Regions from separate parts of the Arabidopsis thaliana genome. Here region 2 is linked to region 1. The links are chromatin contacts, called in public capture Hi-C maps. All regions are on one chromosome and are shown on one strand. The core of a region is the stretch at or near the end of the contact, and the rest is flanking DNA. Distances in the headings are between cores, read along the strand shown. Region 1 holds the start of AT1G43000 (PLATZ transcription factor family protein). Region 2 holds the start of AT1G43815.

Region 1 (6,695 bases), core at 4,053-6,552:
GTGTTCGCTTCAAGGAAGGTACCATCACATCTACTGTCTATTGTACTCATGTCTACATTTCGCGGTTCTCATTTCTACTCTGGCTATTCTCCCTATCTGCAGCGACCAACATCCTGACCCGTTTCGTGGAAACGTTCTACAAGTCTCGCGAGGAGATTGAAAGACAAGCCGAGGCTGAGAAGGAGATACTGGAGAAAAGAAAAATGAACATCAAACAAAATGGGAACCTCTAAAGAACCGTAGCTAGTTTCATCGACAACTTCTATGCTGCTTAGATGGAACTGCAAACTATCTATCATCTCTTCTCTAGTGCTTATGTACTAGAAAATATTTGAACTTTTTTACAATTCGAAGTTTTACCTTATCTTCATTGTTCTAATAAAACTATCTGTTCGTTTTTTTTTACCTGCCTACGCATCCGTACCAAACATTTTACAAACAAAAATCTCTGTGACAATCCCAAAGATTGGCTCGTCTGAACCCTAAATAATATCTGATGACAAAAAAAAAAAAAAAAAAAACTGTGATAATGTCAAATGAAGCAAACATGTAAAAACTAGCATGAGGAAAAGCTTTATCAATGTTAATCAACCTAATGAATTGTTATCTAGTAATTAGAAGTGATATTACCTGAAGTTATGCCTCAAAATCAACATTTTAAAGGCAGAAGCATTATTAGATAGATATCATCCATAACCATAAGACCCACATTCACTGTTAACTTATCGATATTAGACAGAAAACTTTCAACAGCGAAATACAAAACAAGAGAGAGAAAACTAAAAGACACTCATCTACAACTCAAAATGCGCAAAAGAAGCAGTTAAAAAAGGCGTTGTCACGCCGCAAGGGTTAAGATTTGGTATTTCATCCTAGGCCTCGAACCCTTACATCTCCGACTAACGCCGGTATAAGACGGTTTGCTACTACTCCCGAGCCCGTTTAGAACCAGCTTTTCTGGTTCTGGACGTAGGAGGCAACACTTTGTGTGGGACATATAAGGGAATAGGCAAATGAAGTTTACTCCCAGAAGCCAAAGCAGGGAACCCAACAGCAGGGATTCCAACAAGAGCACAGCAGACTCCTGCTTCGACATCATGGTAGTATTATTGCCATTACCCTTTTGCAAACAGTAACGTAGAGACTGGTTTTCAGCAACGAAGCACTCAAGCATACGTCCTAGTCTCAAGCATTCTCTTTCGAGATACTTACTCTTCTTCTCTAAATCTTGTACATATTCCTTCTTCCTCTCTCTCGATCTAACCGCCGCATCTCTATTTCTTACTCTCCTGAACCACAATCACATCCCAATTATCAAACCTCAGTTTCTTTTCATAGCATAAAAGGCTTTAACAATCTTAAGTTAACCAAAATACACATACCTATGTTTGAACATAATCAGCTCATGAATATTAACACAAGATTAACAATAATTAAAGGCAACCAAAATTTAAACAGTCATTTACTTAAATGATTAGTTCTCAATGTTGTTATCAAAACAATAACACACTTATAGCAATCTAAATGAAACAAAAATCAACATCACTCATAATCAATCAACTCTTCAACGTCACACATACATAAACATAATAACATGAACATATCACAAGATACGCAAGCAAAATTTAAACACTCGTTTCTCAAATCTTCACTGTTACACATACGTATCTCCTAGTTCTCAATGTTGTTCTCAAAGCATAACACACTTTTAACAATCTTAATGAAACCAAAATCAACACAAACATACAAAATCCATCCATAAACCCTAACTTTTCAAACAAGAGTAAAATTAGATATACCTTCTTCGTTTTTTAGCCACAGCATCATCGTCTCCTTCTTCGTCATCATCATCATGAATCTCGCTACCAGAATCATTAGACTTCTTCTCAACAACCAAATCCGAATTCTCCTTCCCGGAATCATCAGCGGCGGCGGGAGAATCGACGGTTAGAACTTTATCAGCCGCCAAATCAACGGAGCCAGAATCGCTAGTTGGATAATCAACGAGTAGATCCGCTATGAAATCTGAAACCGATTGCTGATCCAATTCCACAAAACTCTCCTCTTGATGATTCTCATCGTTCATCAATTGATTCTCGATTTCTCCGATCCATGAATCCGGTGAAGACTGAAGAAAATCCTCCGCCGGAAGAGAATCAATTACGATTGAAGGATCGAAATCGAAGAAGAAATCTTCATCTCCGAGTAAATCTATGCTTCCAAATTCCTCCGCCATGGTCAAAAAAAAAAAAATATACAAAGAAGAAAAAAAAAAGCGAATTTAATTTAAGAAATTGGAAGAGAGATGAGTTATATAGGAACTGTGTTTGAGACTTTTCTAAATTTCTTTGCGACCAAGTAAATGTGTAGAAAAAGAGTCAGCATGACACGTGTTGATTATGGACGCGTTTTTTGAATTTTTAGCCAATGATGTGATGGAGTGTACTGTGTTATAGTGTTTCTGTTAGCAGAGGATTATTGTTTTTATGTGCCGTCACACAACCAATGAGAAGGCTTCAAGCTGGAAGAATAGGATCACAGCCGAACACGTGTACTCAGTGAAGTGTTCGTGTGATTAATAACTCGGTTCTAATTCACTTCTTTTCTCTTGGTTTGATTTTCTTATTTTCGGTACAGTTATGTAAACCAGTTAGCTATAGTCAAAACGATGTACATGTAGTTGAGATGGACAATGAGACCAAGGAGAGCAAGGCTTCTTTGACCATTTCTCAGAAATCAATCAAAATTCTTCAGTCCCTTTTTCTCTTTGTCACCGTCAACATCTTCCACGATTGAATCTTTGTTCTCCGAGAGGACTTTTCTTCCTTCGTGACCATCTTCTAGACTTTGAAAGTTATCAATTTGTTAATTAAAATCATATATTATATTGTCAATTTATGTTACATTCTGGATTATCTTCCTTATTCAATTTTAAATGAGTGATTAATCTTCATTCAATCTCACATGAATGAATTTGTAAAATTTTCAGTTCTCTAGCAGATGAGTGAACTAATTATATATGTGAAAGTTGATCTACTATTTTCATATGAATGTCACGTTATTATTTAATTATTTTCTATGTGTTCATTCAATAATTAATGTAAGATTTACATTTATTATTAATTATTTATCTTTAATTGTATCAATTCTAAATTTATTTTTGTTATTATATGTATTTTAAAGAATAAATATATTTTACTATTTTCTTCATACTCATTTAAGGTTTATTTGCTAATGTTTTGTAGTCATAACTTAAAATAGGAATAGATATTACTATAGTGAATTAGCTAATGGTTTGGTAGCTTATTATCATTAATCTCTATCTAAATAATATAATACAGAGGATGAGGAGTATACAGAGATCCATCCTCAAATTCCTGATGTTTATATATTTCCAACATTAACATCTATTAAATTGTTTTACGATGAAAATTATTTCAAGATTGTGTGAATAATTACACTTTTTCAAAAAGTACTTAAAAAGTAGTTTAACATTAAAAGCAGTTGATGATTATATATTTTTCAATAAAATGTTAAATTATATTTTAAAAAAAGTAGATAAAGTGCAATTTCAATTAGAAACGAATAGAAGACAAGTTTTAAACACCAATAGAAATATTAAAAAGCTAGATGATGTTAGTTTTAACTTCTGGACAAAAACCAAATTTGGAGGTCGTATCTCTTGTCCCCAAGAAGTCTGATTGATGAGATTTGATTTTGGACTTGCTTATCAACCGAACTTGTCAATAATAGCATTAGTAATTATAATTTTAGTAACACATTATTTACATTAATTATAATTTTAGGACAATTGTATTAACCTGACTTGTGATCTAATGACGTGGTTCATAAAGTCACTTATCGAAAGTTAATAGTGTATATTTTCTATGATATAGTTCTTTTATAATGCTAATTAAATACCTATGAAGAAATATAAGGATTGCAAATTTTGTAATTAAACTAATAGAGAGGACTCTAACAAAGCTATTTAACTACGTAAAGCATATATTTCCTTTTGTATATTACTTTTTTGTTTGTATGTAAGCGGGAATACTTACCACATGTACTACAATTCCTTGTTCACCAAACTTCAAATAACTTCCCCAACGTCCTAAGTAACATCTTTAAAATTTGAAGAACATGATAGCGAGGGAAACTAAATTCAACGTGAATTTATTTTACTTGGTTTTACTCTACTTTTGTTACTACCAAGGTGAATTTGATTTAAACCTAGTTCAAAGTCACTTTTTTCTAGCCTAGCTCAAATTATATAAATTGTGCAATGTTGTAATTGTCCTAGTCTAATTATCATCACGTTTTTTAAATTTTAGTATTGATTTCACATGTCTTAATTTTAAATTTTATTTGATGATATATTATTTGACATAGTATAAATTTCTTTTTAACACGCGTTAAAAGCAATAATTTTCTTAAAAATATTTAACCAAATTTAGCTTGTATTATACAAAAATAAAATGAGTAATATCACTACCTAACTATACTTTAGGTTTTTATTATCAAAATTTATATATGACATTTTATTATCAAAATCTATATATGACATTTTGTACATATAGTGGTTCATTTCTCACACAAGTTCTTTTAAATTTATTTTAAATTTAGTATAGATTTCACGTAACGGTTTTAAGAAGATATTCCTATTTTGTTTGACTATATTATTTGATATAATATCACTTTCTTTTTGACACGCGTCAAAAATAATAATTTCCATTAAAATCATTTGACCACTTTTAACTCTTGTTGGATTATCTACCAAATATAATTGATGTTATATAGCTATTTTATATCAAAGTCATTTTTTGGAAAAACAGGGGCTTTTAGTTAAATAAAAAAACTAGAGGACCTATAAGTAAAAATATTATAATATATAATAACATAAAAAGATAAGTAATTAACATGAGTACTATGAAAAAAAATCACACAAGCAATAAGAATTAGTAAATCATTTGTCAATCATGGTATTAATAACACATTATTTACATAAATTTTATTTTTCTTATATCTAACACGCGTCAGAAAAGATAACTGTTGTCAATATATTTATTTTACTAATTTTAACAAATAATTTATTATCTACCAAATAAAATGACAACAAAATAAAAATCTAGATCTAAATACAGCAAACCAAATAAAACCAAAGCAAAATTGATGAGAAAAAATGCTCTTTTTCACAAAACTAGGGGGTTTTGAGATTATAAAATAAATAAAGAGTCTAAATGTAAAGTTATTATAACAATATGGAAGAAAATATAAATAAAAATAAGTAACAAAAAGTAAAAAAGGCCGACCTTTTCAGTGTCTTATAAATTTCTCCATCGTCTTCTTCTTCTTCTTCTTCTTCGTCTTCTCTCTGTAAACCCCCACACAAACCTGTGGCCGCTATATTCTCCATTTTCTCAGTAACCATCTCTGTTTTTTTCTCTGTTTCTCAGATTAAGTTTCGTGTGTCAAACAGATCAAAACCCAAACAATGGTTATTCCTCTGTTTTTTTCAGAATTTTTCAATCGATGTTATTTTATAGAAATTGATTCATGGGTCTGTGTTATTTTCAGGTGAGTTCCATTGTAAAAATGGAGAACGACGACGTAATGACTCCGCCATGGCTAACACCAATGCTTCGAGCTGATTACTTCGTGACTTGTTCGATTCATTCACAATCGAGTAAAAGTGAATGTAATCTGTTTTGTTTGGATTGTTCAGGCAATGCCTTTTGTTCTTCTTGTCTCGCTCATCACAGAACCCATCGTGTTATCCAGGTTTGGTTTTCAATTTTTCATTACCCATCTATCTCTCAGGAATTTTGTCGAACACGTTTGTTTAATGAACCTAATTCTATGTTTTTTTTTTGTTGTTGTTACAGATTCGACGATCGTCGTATCATAATGTGGTGAGAGTGAGTGAGATTCAAAAACATATTGATATCTCTTGTATTCAGACTTATGTTATCAATAGTGCTAAGATCTTCTTCTTAAACGCGAGACCTCAATGTCGAACTGGTAAAAGCTTAAACAAAACATGTCAGATCTGTTCTCGTAACCTTCTCGATTCGTTCCTGTTCTGTTCTCTTGCTTGTAAGGTAAATGCTGCAATGTTGTGGTCTTTCTTCAAACTCAAGTTTGATTATATAGGTTTCTTGATTGTTTCTTATTGGTCTAAAATAGCTTGAAGGTGTGAAGAATGGAGAGGATCCAAACCTGACTTTATTTCATAGTGGAAAGAGTGATGACTCGTCGAAGATCATCAATACCGGGATTTGTAGCCGTTTGATCGACGGGATCTCGATTGCGGTTGACGACCAACGCAGCGAAACCGCGGGTGTGTTATCTCCAGAGACACCTTCAATAGAAAGCCACCGGAATTACCCAATGAAGAGTAGAAGAAAGGGTATACCTCAACGAGCACCTTTCTAAAAGGCTTTATGAAAGAGTTAAGATATAAGATAGAATATGGGAAGGATCAGAAAAGAGAAAACAAAAAGTGTTGGTAAATGACTAATGAGTAAATGGAATCATCTTACATAAATAGTAGCAAGCTTAATGATTATAAGAGTACAGAACAAAAGTGTGATTTTTTCATAGATATTGGGTTATAAATATATGATTTTAAACAGCCTTATTTACCTCACTTTTGTCTCTTTAATTATTTTTTATAGCACTATCATCTATTTTTATGA
Region 2 (6,865 bases), core at 1,039-3,538, 440 kb after region 1:
CCCATGTTTTCAAATAGGCCTTAAGCAATAGGTCCATTCCCATGTGCCAAAGGGACATGGCTAAGCAATTGTGCATCTGAGGAGAATTGATACCTAGCCTAGACCAAACAAGACAACTCTTCCACCAGACTAGAACCACTAGCCCACCACCTCTGGTTAAACTGATAAATTAACTAAGTTTTTGTTGACCAATCCGGACAATCCGATTTGACCCGATCCAAACCAAAACGAAAATAATTGATTTAGAAAACTCGATCGAAAACCTATTTTTATAACAAGTCAATAATATGTTTGATTAAAATCGGAAACCCGAACCGAAACCATAACCAAAACCAAACTGAAATCTAGATGAACATCTAATATTTTGGATTTTATTGTTAATTTAGATTTGGGAATTGTTCTCTCTTATCGTTTAGATGGTAATTATGTTTACGCCATTAGCTGAGGAGATTAGTACAAGAATATATGACGATCATTGATGCAACTAATATTATGATCCGATAATTAAAGACAAGACATAATCCAAGAATACGAAATATTATTTCCGACTATATAGTAATCACAAAAAGAGAAACAGAGTCAGAAAACCACAAAGAGAGAAACAGAGAACCCTAATAATCTTTTTGCTTCATGCCCAAGTAACTCTACGTACTAGTGTTCTTCTATCGGCTCGAATGAAGGGAACTGCACTTTCAACAACAATGTCAAAACTCCTCGTAACTCATCAATATTTCCCAAGACGTAAAAAATCATGTCGGTCATCATAAGTTTTGCGTCATCCTCTTCGATTCCAACTGCTATCAGGAAAAAATAAAGTTCTTGTTTCTTGACGTCTTCCTCGAAGAATTTGTGTGGTGAGAACGAGAATGAACTCTTTATGGGACCAAACTCATGTTTGAGTATCTCTGTCTTGACGTTGATCGTCAAGTCTTTCGTGTCTGGTTCTTGCTCGAGAAGGTGAGCAATTCTGAAACCAAGTAGAGGAGCAGGATTGTTGTTCGTCATAGCTGAAGTTTATGGATTAATGAAGATTGTTTCGCTTCTTTTTTTCTTTTATAATGATGTCTTCGAATATCAAATATTCCTTTTTTCCGATTTGCCTTTTTTTTTAGACTGCACTTTCCTTTTTTATTAAAAAAAATTATTTGCGTAGAATTCATTACATCATAAGAAAAGGGCCAATGACTGACTTTTGTTTTATAAAATAATTTTGGTTAATTGAAGTTTAAAGGATATCCGTGTATCCTTTGTTAGTGATGTTTTTGTTTGCCACTGCAATCTTGACTTTACGAGAAAATTGAAACTTAATAATTGGTTTCTCGTTATGCCAAAGATACAGTCAGGAAAAAAATATATATATAGTGAGAGGTACTAAACCATTTGGCTAAAGAGATCTTGACCACAAAACAACATAGCTATTTATTTTTCTCGTTTGGTCACTGTTGGTACTGGGCCTCACCGGCCCATTAAAACCATTTATTCAGGCCAGGCCTTATATCATGAAATAGTAAGAGAGCGGCTGAGCTTGTTTTCGTAGGCCCATCTGTCAGCCTCTCGGCTATTCAACGACCTCGAGGAGCGTGACTTCGGGAACAAGAATAACTGATCACGAGATCATAGGAGAAAGATCCGGGGAGGCGGAGAGGTCGTTGAGATTCTCGGACATATATGTACTACAAGGAATTAGCAACTTAATTCGGTGACTGATTTAGTAATCGTTAAATTTGGCGATTGCATAGTGATGTATTGGCGACTGATAAGTCTATATTAGACATTAGTCGCTAATAAGTCTTTAATTTGAAACTGATGAAAATAGTCGCTGATACGTCTCTATTCTGGCTACTATTTAACAACTCACATATTCTATTTGGACATTTAATTGGGTTTTATCGGCTCAATCCAGTTATTGTAGCCCATCAGTCTAAAGTATATAAACTCGTTTTCGGAAACCCTAATCACCTTTCTCCTATTCTCGACGAACCCTAACCCTAATCCCCTTTCTCTAATCCTCTCAATTCCATTTCAATTCTCTCATTTCTCAGATTCAATCCTCTCAATCTCTCATTTCTCAGATTCAATCCTCTCAATCTCTCATCTCTTAGCTTCAATTGATGGCTTCTCGTGGTGGAAAAGGCAAGAGAGGAAGATGAAGGGGATCGAAGATTTCCCCAAATCGACCCACTTCTTCCGCGGTGTTGAATCGAAGACCCAGTGGTCTTCCCAGCTAATACGAGTTCATGTCAGCGAACTGTCAAGCCCCACTTCAAGATTATGATAGAAATTCGATTGCACAGCCTCCAACGGGTCCTAGTCTCAAAGACTATCCTCCTTCGACGCATCTTTTCCAATCGTGCGAAGGATCTCCTCGTGGATCTGTATCTCCTCGAGCCTCTGGATCTCCTCGAGGCTCTGGATCGACTCAACCTCAATGTGGAGGATCTGTTCATCGTCTAGCATCCACGTCGAAACAACCTCCATCAGCGGTTCAACGGGAAGCGTTCAATCAGTCTCCTGCGACAGTTCAACGGGAAGTGTCCAACCAGTCTCCAATCTTGAATCAACAATGGGAAGCGTCAAATCCTCCACCTCGAGCCTCTGTATCACATCACGGCTCCAAGCTCAAAACTCACGTGCAGAGGAAGAAGAAGATGAGGAAGCTGAGTCTAGGAAGATGTTAAAAGGTATTCAACTCTCCCATAAGATGTGCTTGCTCCTCTACATGAGTTGCTTCTCATGCCAAGTCGTGAGAAATATATGACGGTCATCTCTCCTACATTTGAGCTTGAAACCCTATGGTAAGCATCTCCTCTTACCTTGTTTGTATATAGATGCCGAGTATATTAGGTTTGTATATAGATGATGATTAGATTAGGTTTATGATTAATATTGAATAATATGTGTATATATATAGATGTCGAGTAGATTAGGTCTGCTAATTGGTTTATGTGATTGTAGGTTTGGTCATGACAATGGTAATCTGATCAGAAAGATCATAAAGATATTTACAAACACGTTTGATGGGTCATTTTACAGTTGGAGATGTGTACCTACTGAAAAAGACACATATACTTCCTCGAATTCGCCGTAAACTTCTATCTCCTCTTAATCTTTTACTACTGTATGTATACATTCGGTTTGGCTGTTTGATCACTTACATCAAACTCTCCTCTTGTTTTGTAAAAAATATAGACATGGCATCCCTCACTAACCGGTGTGATTGAAGACAAATTCTACAAAATTTGTTAGCTACGTATGAAGGACATGGTTTCTAAGGCTTGCTCAAAGCGAGCAAGGGATCAACCGCCATGGATTGAGAAGACATTTTGGAAAGAAATGTGTGAGTATTGGGACATATAAGAAGCCATTGCTAATAGTTCAACCACATCAACAGCTCGAATGTCGGACCGTAATGGTCTTGGTCTTCACAAGCAATGCGGTTAATCTCTTTTTAATTTTTTTTATCACTTTGATCATCTTTTCTTTTGTTTATGCAGTTATCTGTCACAAACGAGAGAGGGGTATATTTAAGAATTAGAAGCTTAGGGAGGTACATCAATAAGAAGCGGAAGTACATACAAAACAGTTCTTCTTTCACTTCCTTGCAATCACAGCTGGAGGACGCCAACCGCAAAATAGAGGAAGAAGCGACTCTACAAGCACGTCGTGAGGTAGAGACATTGCAGGTGAGAACGAGATTTAACAAACAAAGAAACTTGTTGCAAGAACGAGATAAATAACACCCATAGTGAACAACAAGGAGAAGAAAACTCTTCAAACTTTGAAGACCTCCATAATAAACATACAAAAAAAACTTCTACTTACAGAAGGACCGAGTCCAAAGAGATTCAAAGGATGTGCGAGGAGGCTAAGGGTGAGAGGAAATGCAAAGGCATGGTGGACATAAATGCAACCCACGACAAAGCTACATTAAAGGCTTAGAAACGTCAATAAGCACATGAATGACATCAAAACCTTGGGCAAAATCAAGCAATAAAAATATACTATTCTTCAAATCACACCGTAGATCGAGCACGTCTGAAATTACTATCAACTTCTCTGTAACCACAAAACCCAAATGATCTTACCGTTCTGACCACAACCACAAAACTCCAAATCGAAACTTAAATTAAACAAACCAAAAGTTTTCCCAGTTGAAGACCAACAAGTCTGTACACAACATTTAAAATCTAATCCTAGCTAAACGATGAAGGAGAAAAACAAGAATGCCAGCTGACTCAACCAGGAGACAACAAGAACTCATGGCAGTAAAACAAAGACGAAACACATAAGAGACAAATGTGACACTGATAACACTAGATTTTAACTTTTTTAAGCTCTTGTTTTTTATACATTTAGCTTAGTTTCATGTCTCTTTTCATGCATTCTTAGTCTCTTTTCCTTCTTTTGCACATTTTGCATTGCATTACATAGCATACTTGCATTTGGAGTGTTTTACAGGTGAATCAGGTACTTTTGGACTCAACTTGGAGGTTTCTAGCACAAGGGATGGACAGACTCGAGTTCGGGGGATCTAAGGAAGGACTTAAACTATACTCGGCTTATATACTCGGCTGGAGGCCGAGCGGAGCACACTTGAAGAACAAGGAGTCTACTCGACCAAGGCACTCGGCTGGAGGCCGAGTAATGCACTTAAGGAAGAAGAGAAGCTGCTCGACCAAGCCACTCGACCAAGACCCGAGTGATGTGACCAAGAGGAAGTCACTCGACTTTTCTACTCGGCCAAGACCCGAGTGGTGCAGCGCCGACTTTCCCATTTTGTTTTTTTCCCAATTAGGGCATCCTAGGATTGCCTATAAATAGACCTCTTATGTTTTTGCCCAAAATATCTTTGCTTTGTTTGCTGGATATTAGGGTTTTTAGATTTCTTTTGCATTTTCTGGTTGTTGTGTTGAGAATTTGGATTTGATTTCTTCTGCAAACTTGTTTATCTTATTGAGATCTATCATTTGCTAAGTTTATAATGATTTCTGAGTTTTATGAATTTTCTGGGTTTTGTTCTATGATGTTCTTCATTGTTCTGAGTAGTCTTATTCGGAGTTCTTGAGGATGGGTTAGGTTTAGGTGGATTCCTCTGTTCTTTAGCTAGCTAAGTTTATAAATGCATGTTTCCCTTCTGTTTTAGGAGTTCTTAATGTTATTTTCTTTCTAATCAATTGAAAATTGATTTCAGACTTTCTCCACCTAACAAGTGCTTGATGAAAGTTCTGAACCAACTAATTTCAGAGATTTGTAGATTATAGCCCAAGACCTTGGATGTTCAGATTGCTTATTGAATTTAATAGATTGGTGTTTAAAGCCTGCTTTATTATGTTTCATCAATGAAAATTGAGATTAGGAAGTTCTAAAATTATGAGAATCATTGTCACGAAAGTGGATTGATTTGGTTTTGAATCTATTGTCTAGGGATAACTTGATTGAGTTTGTTAGTTAGCTACTGGATTGAGGAGTCCACTAAGACCAATTACCCCATTCTTAAGAGCTCTGTTTCGTTTTATCGTGCAAAACTCGTGTTTTTAGTACTCTGTTCGTCTCGTGCAAAATTGGTGTTTTTAGTATTGTACTCGACCTGTTTAGTTTCATGCTCGACCGAGTGCTTACCTTTGTGCTTGGTTTACTTTCTTGTTCTTGCATTTGACAGTTCCTGGTCTTTAGTTTCATTTCTGCTCTTGTTATTTGAGTTCTTTATCTTCTGCTTAGTCTAGTTTCATTCTTGCATGATCACTTAGGTTGTTAGATAATCCAAGTCATCTAAACTTGGCTTGACTTAGTATTCTCTGATCATATCCTGATTGTTAGCAATTACACCCATTTGGATTGACACCTTAAATGCTGCAATGACATAAGATGCATTTAGGGAATTGACACACAAAACCCTTGTATCAATTTGGCGTCGTTGCCGAGGATCGAACCCGGGTCACCCGCGTGACAGGCGGGAATCCTTACCACTATACTACAACGACTTCTGAATCATTTTCTGCCGCATGGGAACGTTTCAAAGGATATACCACTCAGTGCCCTCACCACAAATTCAAGAAAGCCTCCCTCCTCAGTACGCTATACTGAGGTGCCTTGCCCAAGATCAGGCTACTCTTGGATACAGCTTCTAATTCTAACTTTCTCAACAAAGACGTTGCCTCTGGATGGGAACTTGTCGAAAACTTGGCTCAATCTGATGGGAATTATTGCGATGAATTTGATCGTTCCATTCGAGGTGCCACTGATAACGAGGACGGACACATAAAGGAATTACATGCTTTGAATGCCAAGATCGATAAGTTGGTCATTGCTCTACCAAGACCAATTGTTGAGAGACCTATTCACTACATCACCGACGAGGAGCAACAGCAGATTCAAGAAGGGCAGTCCTACTCATATGAGGAAGTGAGCTACATACAGAATCAAGGTGGCTACAACAAAGGATACAACAACTACAAGCCACCTCCTTCCAACAACCCCTACCGCAACAACACTGTGGTTCACCCACACCCTCCGGTTTATCCTCCGTATCAGCATCAACCTCCGCCCTACGTTCCATTCCCCAATAGTTTCAACCCCGGTTCACACCCTATCCCAACTCCACCAATACCAACCCCACCTGATCCAGACTTTACAACTATATTTCAGCAGCTCGTCCAAAGTAAAAAAAGGCTAGGATTCTCCAAGTACAAAGCATGCTACATTCAGCTAGTTCTTGCTGATAGGTCAGTGAGAATACCTCATGGCATGTTGGAAGATTTGCCGGTGAGGATCGGATCAGTAGAAATCCCAACTGACTTCGTGGTTCTAGAAATGGATGAAGAACCTAAGGATCCTCTCATATTGGGAAGACCCTTCTTAGATGTCA

The links. Capture Hi-C pulls out chosen DNA fragments and counts their contacts.
Region 2: a capture Hi-C map of seedling shows a contact between it and region 1, with 3 times the contacts expected there.

The regions. Positions count from the first base shown.
Region 1 is chr1:16,135,224-16,141,918 of TAIR10.1, forward strand. AT1G43000 (PLATZ transcription factor family protein) reads left to right here and starts at 5,303. Exons shown (of 4, transcript NM_001333205.1): 1 at 5,303-5,494; 2 at 5,575-5,778; 3 at 5,883-6,098; 4 at 6,184-6,569. The coding sequence starts at 5,492. The coding sequence ends at 6,432. It overlaps AT1G42980 (Actin-binding FH2 (formin homology 2) family protein), which reads left to right. Exons shown (of 12, transcript NM_103457.3): 11 at 1-18; 12 at 103-364. The coding sequence ends at 233. BZIP60 (basic region/leucine zipper motif 60) reads right to left here and starts at 2,240. Exons shown (of 2, transcript NM_103458.3): 1 at 1,800-2,240; 2 at 500-1,289. The coding sequence starts at 2,236. The coding sequence ends at 839.
Region 2 is chr1:16,579,796-16,586,660 of TAIR10.1, forward strand. It overlaps AT1G43815, which reads left to right and starts at 2,289. Exons shown (of 4, transcript NM_001333221.1): 1 at 2,289-2,696; 2 at 2,773-2,795; 3 at 3,495-3,683; 4 at 4,459-4,761. The coding sequence starts at 2,429. The coding sequence ends at 2,780. It overlaps AT1G43810, which reads right to left and starts at 1,005. Exons shown (of 1, transcript NM_103509.1): 1 at 652-1,005. The coding sequence starts at 1,005. The coding sequence ends at 652. It overlaps AT1G43820 (a tRNA gene), which reads right to left and starts at 5,981; the gene lies at 5,910-5,981. It also overlaps the pseudogene AT1G43830.